Linked DNA regions of Arachis hypogaea: region 1 is linked to region 2. The links are chromatin contacts, called in public Hi-C maps. All regions are on one chromosome and are shown on one strand. The core of a region is the stretch at or near the end of the contact, and the rest is flanking DNA. Distances in the headings are between cores, read along the strand shown. Region 1 holds the start of LOC112727759 (mitochondrial import inner membrane translocase subunit TIM14-3). Region 2 holds the start of LOC112727754 (protein WHAT'S THIS FACTOR 1, chloroplastic).

The links. Hi-C and Micro-C count contacts between places; a contact is called where the count stands out from the background.
Region 1: a contact with region 2 is called in a Hi-C map of leaf, with 4 times the contacts expected there. The contact joins the promoter of LOC112727759 here to the promoter of LOC112727754 in region 2. A contact is called at or near these places in 3 of 8 Hi-C or Micro-C datasets (leaf and an unstated tissue).

The regions. Positions count from the first base shown.
Region 1 is chr12:95,190,560-95,197,039 of arahy.Tifrunner.gnm2.J5K5, reverse strand. LOC112727759 (mitochondrial import inner membrane translocase subunit TIM14-3) reads left to right here and starts at 1,551. Exons shown (of 5, transcript XM_025777650.3): 1 at 1,551-1,956; 2 at 2,031-2,109; 3 at 2,351-2,427; 4 at 2,955-3,127; 5 at 3,763-4,247. The coding sequence starts at 2,425. The coding sequence ends at 3,919. It overlaps LOC112727758 (dol-P-Glc:Glc(2)Man(9)GlcNAc(2)-PP-Dol alpha-1,2-glucosyltransferase), which reads right to left. Exons shown (of 9, transcript XM_025777649.2): 7 at 6,458-6,480; 8 at 5,721-5,863; 9 at 5,067-5,602. The coding sequence ends at 5,343.
Region 2 is chr12:95,020,054-95,026,224 of arahy.Tifrunner.gnm2.J5K5, reverse strand. LOC112727754 (protein WHAT'S THIS FACTOR 1, chloroplastic) reads left to right here and starts at 1,757. Exons shown (of 3, transcript XM_025777646.2): 1 at 1,757-2,318.

The DNA of each region.
Region 1 (6,480 bases), core at 302-2,801, 170 kb before region 2:
CTTTCTTGAAGACCTTGTTTAATAGTGCTGAGGTAGTCCGACCCGTGCATATATATTCTAGAAGCTGCAAAACAGTCAATAAAAGATCTCGCCAACTCCTCGAAGCAAGTGATAGAACCTGCAGGAATCTTAAAAAATCGGAGTAAAGTAGCACCATTTAAATAAGTTGGAAAAGATTGATAGAGAACAGGGTCAGAGACACCGTTGAAAAACATCATAGATTAGAACTTTTTGATGTGGACTCGGGGGGTTACCGTATCCTTCGTATGTAGGGGTGGAAACAGGCCAGGCCAGGCCAGGCTTTGCTCTTAACAGGCCTGGCTTGTCATACAGTTGATTGGCCTGAGTCTGACCTGCAGCCTGTTATAGGCTCTTTATAAAGTACTAGGCCTGACCTGTTATTCAGTCTGGCCTAGCCTGAAGCCTGTTAAAAGGCCTGCTAATTTTTTTTTACAAAAAAAAAAAATATTATTTAAAAAAATTATTTTTTAATAAAAATAGTTATATATAATATGTCATATATTTAATATTTGTAAAAAATTTTAAACTTTTAACATATTTAAAATATACAAAAATATTTATAATAAAATATAATAAATTTAAAATATCTCATAATTTTATTAATAATAAATAATTATTTATATATTTACTTATATTTTAACAGGCCCAGGCAGGCCTGACAGGCCTATAAGGCTAATTAGTGAGCCTGAGCCTGGCCTATTAATTTATTAAGGCTTTTAAAAGAGCCTGGGCCTGTACCTTTTTATAACAGGACAGGCCAGGCCAGGCCAAACACAGGCCAGGCTGCAGGCTCCTGGCAGGCCGCCTGGCCTTTTTCCACCCCTATTCGTATGGTTTGAGTCCGGCTGGCAGCACGGAATTCTTCGGCATCTGGAAACTCATTACGCCTTCAGAGATGTCGAGTGTGAGCTTCTCCTTTGGTGGAATAGTCTCGTGTGGCTCCGTGAAGTTATGTTGTGCGTTTGAAGAGTTCCTCCCCTTGGGATCTCCTTCGACGTTTTTTCCATTTTGGTTTTTGGAAGACAGTTCGGCCAGTCTACGGACTTCGGCCTGGAGTTCAGCGATCTGCGTCGAGAGCTCGGCCTGCGTGAGCTGTTGGACCTCGTTATCTCCCATGCTTGAGGATTGGGAATCCTGCAAAAAAGAAAATAGTGGGGTTAAATCCTGCAAAAAAAGATAAAAACTAGGCAAAGAAAATAGTGGGGTTAAATAAATTCCGGCCCCACGATGGGCGCCAAGTGGTTCATCCTGGTAAAGATCGCCGAATTATAGCATTTTCGGGTACTGTATTGTCTCTGCTGGAGAGCTATACGTCGGTCCTGACCAAAACACCGCGGTAAAAATACATGTAAAAGATACTCCGACGCTCAAGTTAATAAAAGACTTAATAAGTGTGATTAAAGTAATATAAAACTCAAAGCAGAACCTGATCCTTTTTCTGAGATATTTAAAATTACTCAGGGGCCAAAGTATAGAGTACACATCGGTTACAATTTACTTAAATACTGGACAAACTAATACAATTAATTATTTATTAGACTAACTACATGCAATCTCCAATAAAAATCGTATTTATAAATAATGTTCTTATCTTTTTTTTTTTTGAAAATAATGATTTTTTTAATTTATATAAAAAATCGAAAGAAAACATTCGTAATGAGAAGAAAGAACATCCTAGAAAAATCAAGTGTCTTATTATTTTCGTATTAAGCTGCGCAAGTACGCAACTAGAGAAACGAATGGATTTATAGAAAATTAGATATAAAAAAGAAGAGAGAGATCGTAAACCCATGAAAGAAAAATATATACAATAAAAACCCTAACTCTGCCTTGTTCGATCACAATCTGCACAAAAGAACCCCAGAAAATCACAGCCTCCAATCAGCCACCGTCGGCCACTCGATTTCAGCTCCACGCCGCCGCGTCTCCACCACAGTAATGCCTCTTACTATTTTGATTTTCTGAGTTTTTCCCCTGCTATCTGTTGAAATAGTTATTATCCTTGGAAGTTCATAGGTGGACCGCAAAGGGAATTCGGGGTATTGTAGAGAAGTTGATGCCACTGAATCAAGTTGTTTCAAACTGAAGGTCCGGTGTTGTGAAAATCTGCTTGCTGTGTTTTGAAATATATTTTTTTATTTATTTTTTATAGGGGGAAAAATTTAGGTTAGATGGAAGGAAATTATTGAATTGGGTGAGTAGATATAACTGCTGTGTTGTTGTTCTTGTTGTTGTATTGTGAGTAATTAATCATGCTGAGAAGGCTATTAGAAATATATTAAAACTTAAAAGTTCCACAAAGATCTTATTTTCATTTTATTCTCCGCAGGCTTCCTGAAGACTTAATTTTGGCACGGAGTTCACGCTTTTTAGACTTCTTGATTGAAGGGTACAACCACTATTATGGTATGCCCTCATTCGTTATTTGTCAAATTTATTATTTTTGTAACCTAATCTTCGAGCTTGTTCTAAATAAAACTAGGTTTCCATGAGAAAGCACTGTTTTCTATTTTTGGTGTTAGATAGTGATGAGATGACTTTGCAAGATTGCATTCTTGAAACTTTAGATATTTCAAGCTCTAATTCAGTTAACATGTGGGAGTATGGATGATATGATCGTGTTGTTGGTTTGGAAGCATAGGGTTTCAAATTCGTGTTTTGAGAATCACAAGCTGAAATTTATTTGTAATTTGAAGTTTAGGGTTTTCTAGCATAGAAAGTTAGTTCCGGAGTGGAGATTGTGGGAATTTTTATTTTATTTTACCCCAAATTGTTTCTGGAAGGACAATGTTGCTCTAATTGATTCATGCATTCAATCTAGTGGGGCAGGGAGTGGTAGTGGCGGCACCGGTGGTTGTTAATTGTTCTGTGGTTCATTTACAACATTTGTTTCTTTGCTCTGGAACTGAAACTTAAACTTAAACTTGGAACAGGCCACACCTTTTTTTGCAGGGCTTGCTGTAGCTGCTGCTGCCTATGCTGGTAGATATAGTATTCAGGCTTGGCAAGCGTTCAAGGCGAGACCACCTAGGATGCGTAAATTTTATGAAGGTGGTTTCTATGCTGCCATGACTAGGAGGGAAGCAGCTCTCATACTTGGTGTTAGGTACTACCTTTTTATTTTTTTATTTTTAAAGATTATGTTATGATGCTCATGGTCAGCTGGTGTCTCAATTACTTAGAGGAGGAAAAACAAACTGTATGTGGCTATGTGCCTGAGGAGTTGTCCTTCTAGGGGTTTTTTTCAATAAATTTTGATGTTTCTTTATTGGGTAAAAATTAAAATTGACGTTTCCCATCATATCTTTGGGACCCTGTATGGATGCCTAATGCATAATAACTCAAATGTGTTAAATCTTTCAGTGTTGAAATTTTGGTTCTTGATGCTGCAAAGGTTGGGATGTAAAGAGTAACACTAACCAATCTATATTCTATTGATTTGTTTAGCCTTTAAATTTGTATGTGATTTGGGTTTTTGAACACATTCCTTCCTTTCCAAGGACGGGAAAAGTTCTCATGGGATAAATTCTGGAATATCCATATAGAAATTTATGAATACCTTGTATAGACATTTAATTATAAAATGTCAATAATTCTTGAATGTGCATATTGCTAATTAATCAGAAAGCTCGGAAAGCTTTTTCCCTACCTGGACGCTTTGTTTTTGTTTTCCATATTTTTATATGGTTGCCTCCTCAAGCTATTCTTTCCATTGTTGATTTTCAATTATCACTATGGCAGAGAACACACTCCCACGGATAAGGTTAAAGAAGCACATAGGAGGGTGATGATTGCAAATCATCCAGATGCGGGTGGCAGCCATTACCTGGCATCCAAAATCAATGAAGCAAAGGATGTGTTGCTTGGAAAGACAAAGGGTGGTGGTTCAGCATTTTGATCATAATTAGTCTCATAATATAGTTTCAACGTGGTTCTTGCTGATCATTCAACTATGAAGCGTTCAGTCTGCGGCCAATTCTTTTTTAGACTATAGTGAGGAAGTTGTGTAGGACAGTGCTATGATGCACCAAAATTATTTAAGGTATAGATCTTAGCATTAGTGTTCTTCGTTATATCTTTTTTATTGCATCTACACCATGGGAGTATCTTTGTCCATTATGTAACCTGGTACATGTTCATGTTCGAATTGTAATAATGTTGAATATTAGATTGGTTGGTGTCATTAATCTTTAAACAACGTGATTCGGATTTGCCATCTTCATAAACTTGGAGGTCATTCATAGCTATGAATTTTTTGTTCCTATTCCTTTTCTTTTTGGCATCTACTCCAATGAAAATGGCATCTATTTGTTTAGTCACACTTTTAAAAACGTGACTTATAGAAAAAGTAACGATTTAAAGGGATTGTAATTTCTTTAGATAAATGTAACATCTTTATAACATCAAAATTAAACTTTACAAAAGAATTCACTATTTAATGGTAAAAAGAAGTATTTTCACATGAAGATAATTAGAGTCTTTATTGGAGTATCTACATTCTTAGTATTTGGCAATGGATCGATACGACATGAAAGGGAGTCTCAGGTGTTTCGGGTTGAAAATTGAGAATTTCAATGTTTGAAACAATCTAATGTAGTGTAATAAAATAATTTATCGTAAATTGCTAAGATGAGATATATAAGTAGTTATGTATTTTACACATTGAAACAAAAATTGACATTTTTTATTCAATTTCAGAGAGCTAATTGCTTATATTGACTCTCAGATGCAGCAACTTACTGATTATTGGTAAACTTTTAAATAGAATTTAGTCTACAACGAATTAGTCTCTGATCAGTTAGATCAGAAGATATTGTGAGAAAAAAAAAAGGTTTTTCTGGTTGGGCTTTTTTTGTGTGCGTGTGTTTTTGTGGGGGGGGGGGGGGTGTTTGTAAAGAATCTAGTGTTTCTAAAGAAAAATAAAAAGTAACACCCTTAAAACAATGACTATTCATTTCTGGTTCGAGTCAAGGAATTCAATAGCTGGAAACTCTGGCAGTAAGGAGAAGAGCCTGAAATTGAACCTAGCGCCACCACGAAACATGTTACGAGAAAACAAAGCCACCAAAAATTGAGCATAGCATGGACCTATATATGACCAATTCAACTGAATCTGATTTTGTTTTCCTATCTACCAAAATATGAGATCTACAGAAATCAATACACTCATATTTACAAATTACAAAGATGCATAAAGAAACCTGATTGGTAAAACCTATCAAAGAAAATCAGTATGTTTTCCTTGCTTTTGAAATCAAAGGCAAGATACATGCCGAAAGAGAAATACGTATACATGACTCATTTGAAAAACACCGCTTGCTTCACCATATAAACCTTTGAATTCCAGGTTCATGATCCCAATGAAATGGCCGAAACAGAAACATCATCATAGTAAAGATATTGACACCAATGTAAAGAATTCCTGTGAGAAACCATTTCTCACTATCCTGAAAATTGCTGTGAAGCACCAGAAAATAGAATGGTATGGTGTAATATCTAAACTCTATCAATGGAGCTGGTACAAGAACAGCAGCAGTGGCCAAGAAGTATGCTAATACCCATATTTTCCTTTGAAATTTCCCTGTTTTGCAAAAAAGTAATGGTTATAACCTGAGTTAACCGAGAAAAGAGAAAAGGAGAACGAAAAAAAAAAAAAAAAAGAAAAAAGAAAAGAATGCTTGCGAAGACTTTGTACTAACCCAGCATATGAATTATGGAAAGCCATGAACATAAGTAAATTGGAACCAATAAATATTTAATTGACCAGTGAGCCATGATGATTTTCCTCCAGAGATAGAAAGGGTAATGCCGATTATCAGCAAGAAGATATGGATGCGCCACACTGCGATGAAAATTTAATAGGGATTACCAAGCCACTAACAGTAATAGAAGCAGTTCATGTTCTTGTATTAGAAAAAATGGGTTAAGGTCCAAATGAGTAAATCATGCAACATTCAAACAATAAATAAAGGAAAACAAAGCACTAGCACAGCATCTTATGATGTATAGATTAATACTTGATAGAAGAGTGAACACCCCTTTTTCTTTGTTCAACAAATGAGTTTTTATCGGGTCTGGTCTTCTAATAACAAATATAGAAATATAAAATATTTGAAAAGCCTTTCGATGTAAAACCTTTTACATCAAATCTATTGTTTTAATTTCAGTTTTTGAGGACCAATTTAAAGAGAATTAAATGTTTCATTTTTTTTTTCTTTCTAAATTTGGGTACAGTGAATATAATGAAGATATCAGAAGACTACTATATAGTAAACACATCATCACGGCACAAATTGTTTACGCTAGATTTAAGGGCTAGACACAATGTATTATGTGACAATAACTAATTGGAGACATCAACAAACTAAGTTTCAGTTTATGAACAAGATCAGTTCATGAACAATAAAATCACTGGTGCTGTTATTCTAAATCAAACCTGAAAAAGTGTACTGATAGGAA
Region 2 (6,171 bases), core at 508-3,007:
CAAAAGATTTTGGCTAGAAGACGACCTTCTTTACACTAAAGGGAGAAAATTATATGTCCCTAAATGGAAACATCTAAGAAGAAAATTAGTAAGAGAATGCCACAACACCAAGTGGGCTGGTCATTAAGGTCAGCGAAGGACCTTGGCACTCATTGAGTCTTCTTATTATTGGCCTCAAATGAGAGATGAAGTGGAGAGCTATGTGAAGACTTGTCTTGTGTGCCAACAAGATAAGATTGAAAACAAGACACCAAGTGGGTTGTTGGAACCTCTGCCTCCATCAGAGCGACCGTGGGAAAGTGTCTCTCTAGATTTCATCTCTGCCTTACCGAAGTCCGAGGGGTTTGGATCTATTCTCGTGGTAGTGAATCGATTTTCACAGTATGCTACTTTTATACATGCCCCTACTGACTGCACTGCAGAGGAAGCAACACGACTATTCTTCAAGAATGTGGTGAAGTACTGGGGATTGCCTAAGAGCCTCATTAGTGATCGAGATCCACGCTTCACAGGACGACTATGGATAGAGATGTTCAAACTCCTTGGGTCAGAGCTTCATTTTTCAACAAGCTTCCATCCTCAAACCGATGGGCAGACTGAGAGAGTGAATGCCTTACTCTAGTGTTACTTGAGGCATTTTGTAAGCGCTAATGAGAAGGACTGGACAAAAATTCTCGACATTGCTCAGTTCTCATACAATTTGCAAAGGAGCGAGTCCACGGAGAAGAGTCCATTCGAGATTGTGATTGGACAACAGCCACTTACACCTCACTCTCTTTCTTCCTCTTACTCAGGGAAGAGCCCTGGAGCTTATCATATGATTAAGTCTTGGGAAGAACAAGCAGATGTCACTCGTTCTTACCTTGACAAAGCTGAAAAGAGGATGAAGAAATGGGCAGATAAGAAGAGGAGGCATGCAAGCTATCAAGTGGGAGACAAGGTAATGATTAAACTTCTTTCACAACAATTCAAAGCTTTTCGCAAGGTTCATAAGGGCTTAATCCGCAAATACGAAGGGCCATTTGAGATCATTGGACGTGTTGGGGAGGTTGCTTACAAAGTACAACTCCCTCCCTCTATGAAGATCCACCCGGTCTTCCATGTGAGTATGCTTAAACCATATCATGAAGACCAAGATGAACCGAGTAGAGGTGACTCGAGTCATGCTCCGCCTGTTGTGATTAGATCCTTTGATAAAGAAATCGAAAAGATCTTAGCTAATCGCGTCGTGCGACGAAGAGGGGTACCACCAAGTATCCAATACTTGATCAAGTGGAAAGGGCTCCCGATAACTGAATCTAGTTGGGAAGCTCGTGAAGATCTGTGACAATTTCAAGAACACCTAGAGCGCTATCATGAACATAACACAACGAGGACGTTTGCGCATTAGGTGGGGGAGAATGTCACGGTGAATTTTAGAAGGTTAGATTTAACAGTGTTTGTATAATTTTCTGGAGTTTTTGAGAATGTTCTAGATGATTCTGGAACGTTCTAGAATGTCCTAGAAGGTCTCGAAATACTTTAGAAGGTTTTAGAAGACTCTGAAAGGTCATAGAGTATTCTAGAAGAGTGTGGATGTATATAGGAGTATGAAGAGTAGTATAGAAGAATCTAGAAGTATTTAGAAAGTTGTAGTAGAATAGATATTTGTAATGAAGGTTCTAGATAATTAATCTAGACCGTTGAATAGATTTAATCCTAACCATCTATTAAGGAGGTGAATGACTATAAATAGGAGGTGAGAGTTAGTGTGAGTATGTGTGAATCATTTGTAACAAACACTTGAGTAATAAAGGGGTTCTTTTCACCAAAACTTCCTTTTTTCTGTGTGTTCTCTTATATTTTTAACTTTCTTGCTAAGTATTGAGAGTTATAATGACTTAGTTTTAACTCAAAATGTTCGAGTGCCGACACAGTAACATCAGAGTGTGTCCTAGACCGTAACAACACGCACATAGCTCTGTGCGCATGCATACATTTCAAATTATCCTCCTATTGTGCGTACGCACAGAGTTCGTACTGAGCGTGGATTTTGAAACAGAGCCTAACGCGCGTTCAGCCCTTATCACTCTTTTTGGCTTCTTCGTCTATCATAACGACCACAACACCACCCTCCATCCAGTCCCGCCCGGCAACCCTGCTGCCGCCGGCGACCACCGCACCACCCACCATTTCTCCTTTCTCCTTCCCTTTCTTCCATTACCGCGTCTTCGTGCCTCTACTCTGCGCCCGGCCCCAGCTCGCGTTCTTAACTGCTCCGGCAACACAGCGCCGCCACAACCTCACCCACCTTCCCCTATCCCAACCCTTCAACGCAGGTTCCAGTTTCTCTCCCCTGCAACCCGTTCTTTCTTTAATTGCATTTTAATTGCATCTTAATTTTAATTTTAGCAATTAGGATAGGTTTAGATTGATCAATTGTTAGTTAATTGGATTGCAATTGTCTGCTTTCTGATTTTTCTGGGTATTGGCTGCTTAGGCTGAGCTCAATTTCTCTGTTTGCATATTGTGCACGCCACGTGTTCAATAAAATGTCTGAGTGAGTTTTTTTGTTTAATTCATATATTTGGCCACCATTTGTCTTAAATTCTGTCCTCTAATTTGCTTATCAGATATGCACTAACTAAAATATTTATTATCTTTGGATATTTAAATATTTTAAATACTATATATACACTAACAATCTTGCTAATTTAATATAAGAACAATTAATCCATCTTTGGATGTGATTCTTAAATTTCTTACAGAAACAAACACTATATTTTTACATTATCGGATTTGACTTTTTTGTTGGTTAATAAATCTACTCTAAATACACGAAAACGAATTGCACCGCTAGAATAGTCAGACAATATTTATTTGATTTATACAAACTTGAATAAATTAATTTATGAATAATCATAAATTTCATAACAATTTAAAACAGTAATAGAAGATTTTGAAATTTATAATTATTACAACATAAGAGCATAACTCAAAACATACTTGAATCCATGTTAGAGTTTTCAGATATTGTTCTTGGTTTATTGTTCTTTGATGTGGTTCTGATTCAGGGACCCGTAGGTTATGGACACACCACGCTTCCACGGTTGACTTTTGTATTATGGACACACCACGCTTAATAACAAATTGAACTATTTTGCCATCTCCCAATAAGTTTCTGTTTCTGAGTATTTTCTCCTCTTTTCTTTCTACCTTTTCACTTTTTTATTGATGGCACCAAAAAAAATTATTGTTGTTGAGCAGAGATGTTTTTCTTCTTTTGTCACGTCTTTCTTCAAAAAAAATATATAACTTCTATTTTTTTTGTTCTGAAAAGAAAGGGGAAGGACACTTTTTATTATATTATTTAAAAATTTCACTAATTCTATTTTTTATTGAGTAACAACCATAGTATTTAACTCATTATAATAAAAATTAATTTTATTAATTACACGAACCACATTATTATTTTAGTAAAATAACTTATACCTTACACAACCAGATCTGCTACTGAATTGTCTACGGTTATATAATATTTGGGATGGGTTGACATAGGTTGAATAAGATCTCCAGCGAGGTCCTTGCATTACTCCTCAATATGGTGCATTCTTCTACTGTGTTAGTTTTATACTTTTATTAAGGCTTGGGCTCAAGTTGGCTTGTTTTATACTTTTATTAAGGCTTGGGCTCAAGTTGGCTTACTGGACTTCTGTGGAGAAACTTTTTATCGTTTAGGACTTTAGGATTTGATTGTTTGGCTGGATTAGGCATCGGAACTGAACCTGTCTCCGTCTCTGGGATGTTCCTCCAAGAAAAGAGGGGATTAGTCACGCCCCGTATGTTTTTTTTTTGGTCAGTGGATTGGACAACTCTTAATCTTAGGTACACAATACACCCACACACTCCTCACACTTTTACCATATTTTTTTCCTCAATTGCAACCTCTAGGGTTTGAACCCTAGACCTTTGAAGTGGAGAGGGGGAGATATGCCATGTGAGCTAAAGCTCATTAGCCATGCCTCGTATGGTTAGGTGTTAATTTTCGTTTTTCATTTTTTGATTTGTTGTCTTTCCCTCTGGGCCTCAGGCCCTCCATCATATCACAAAAAAGAAAGCTAGGTCTATACATTTGACTCAAAAGAGAAATAAGCAAGGGTCCGAGGTTTCAATCTCGCCTTGTGCATGCACCAACTTATTGACCAGCGACAAATCTTTAAATGAAGTTTAGTATCGCGACGGATTAGTCCTTGATTTGTCGAGTTGGAAAATACTGTGAAAAACTAAAAAAAAAGATACAATACATGATTAATATACTAGTGCATAACTAATCTTTTGCACGGTTTAAATTATCTTAATCAGCAAAAATAATTAAATTTGAAGAAAAATATTAAAAGAATAAAAAATATATATAAAGTTATAAACCTTATTTTCATATGGTACCATGTAAATAATCTTTTTAGAAAGCTTTTTAATAATATTTCACGCTAAAAATTTTCAAAATCCATACCAGAAACAAACTAAAAGAAAAATAAAAAATAAGTTGTATTTCCTGTTATTGTCTCTGTGTCCTTCTTATCAGGAGAGACATAAAATACACTAATTTAATATCTTTGGACACAAAATCTCTGTTCATGTTTTATTCTGCCAAACATAATTTTATATCTCAGTGTTCCGTGTCTGTAAACAAACGCAGCCCTAGTGATGCGGCGAACTACGGGGATTCGCCCAATTATAAAAGGCTCCCCTTTTTCATTTCACTTTCGCTCCTTTTCCATTTCACTTTTATCATTCTTTGTCTAACTTCTCTCTCAATTCAACGTCTCTCCACTCTCCATCTCTCAACTCTTCCAATTTCATCAACATGTAATTCTTCTTTGTTTTTAGTTTTATTTAGTATTTATGTTATGTTTATTTATTTATTCAGTTTATAAAATATTATTAATTAAATAATTAGATTAGTTTATTAATTATTATAAAAGTAAATATTAGAACTAGTTAGATTAGTATTATATGAATAGTTAGATTATTGTTTTGTGAATCGTTAGATTAGTGTTATAATATTAATTATTATAGAAATAAATATTTTAAAATACTTTATAATTTTAGAGTTAATAGTAATATATATAGTAATTTTTAATTACTATAGAAATAGATATTTTTAGAGTAGATTATAATATATAGAAATAGACATTTATAATAAAATTATTTGTGATTTTAAATTAAATTTAGAGTGTATTTAGAGTAGTATTTGCATATTATTAGCATTATTATTATGTATGTGATCTTTGTTATTAATGTAATATGATAATAGATTATAAATTAAGTATATTAATAAATTATTAATTATGGCATATTATATTAGAATATGTTATAAATAAATTATGCATTGACAAGATTATTTTTATATTTCTAAAGTTTTATATAGATTGTACGGATGAAGCAGAACTTGCTAAGAGATTATGAGCAGAACATGTATAGGCTAGATGGAGATAATCATATTGTTGGGAGGTTTTGACACATGGTATAAAATTGAGTCCTGAAAAAAGTGATGAATTTTTGTCCACTTTAAGCTTGAATTTGGAGTGCTTTTAGCATGCCTCATTAATATCTTCAAGAGTAATTTTCTAGACATGGAAGAGAGCAACATAATCCCTTAGATTCAAGTTAAAAACCTAAAAAAAAGGTGAAGAGTGATGGTTACCTTTGCTGGTATTTGTATGTAAGAACAAGAAAAACCAAGAAAGAACAAGGAATTGGACTTAGAAGGCTTGAATCCTTAGAGAACCAACCAAGAACTATGGAAGAACACCTTGAATGCTTGCTGGAAAATATATGAACTTAGCTGAAATGCACTCTTTCTTCTCTCTTAATTCTCACTAAACTTGTCAAATTTTACTTAGTGAGTTTGCTTAAATAAAAGGCTGAAGTAAACATGCAATTATGATGGTAAAAGAGTGCTGAAAATTTCATAGTCAAGGGATGAAGAATGAGAGAAGAAGGGGAATGAAAATAAGGAAGTTTAGTCAGCACTTGCGTGTTTAGTTTATATATCCACAGTTAGTTACTCAAGGTTAAAGAGAGGGATTTGGCCACTCTAGGGAGAGAGTGGACCGTGTTACTTGGAAAAGAAGAAAGAGAATTTGGAGTCTCTAGGAAGTGTTTGCAGAATACTAGGCTGGGGTTCGCCTT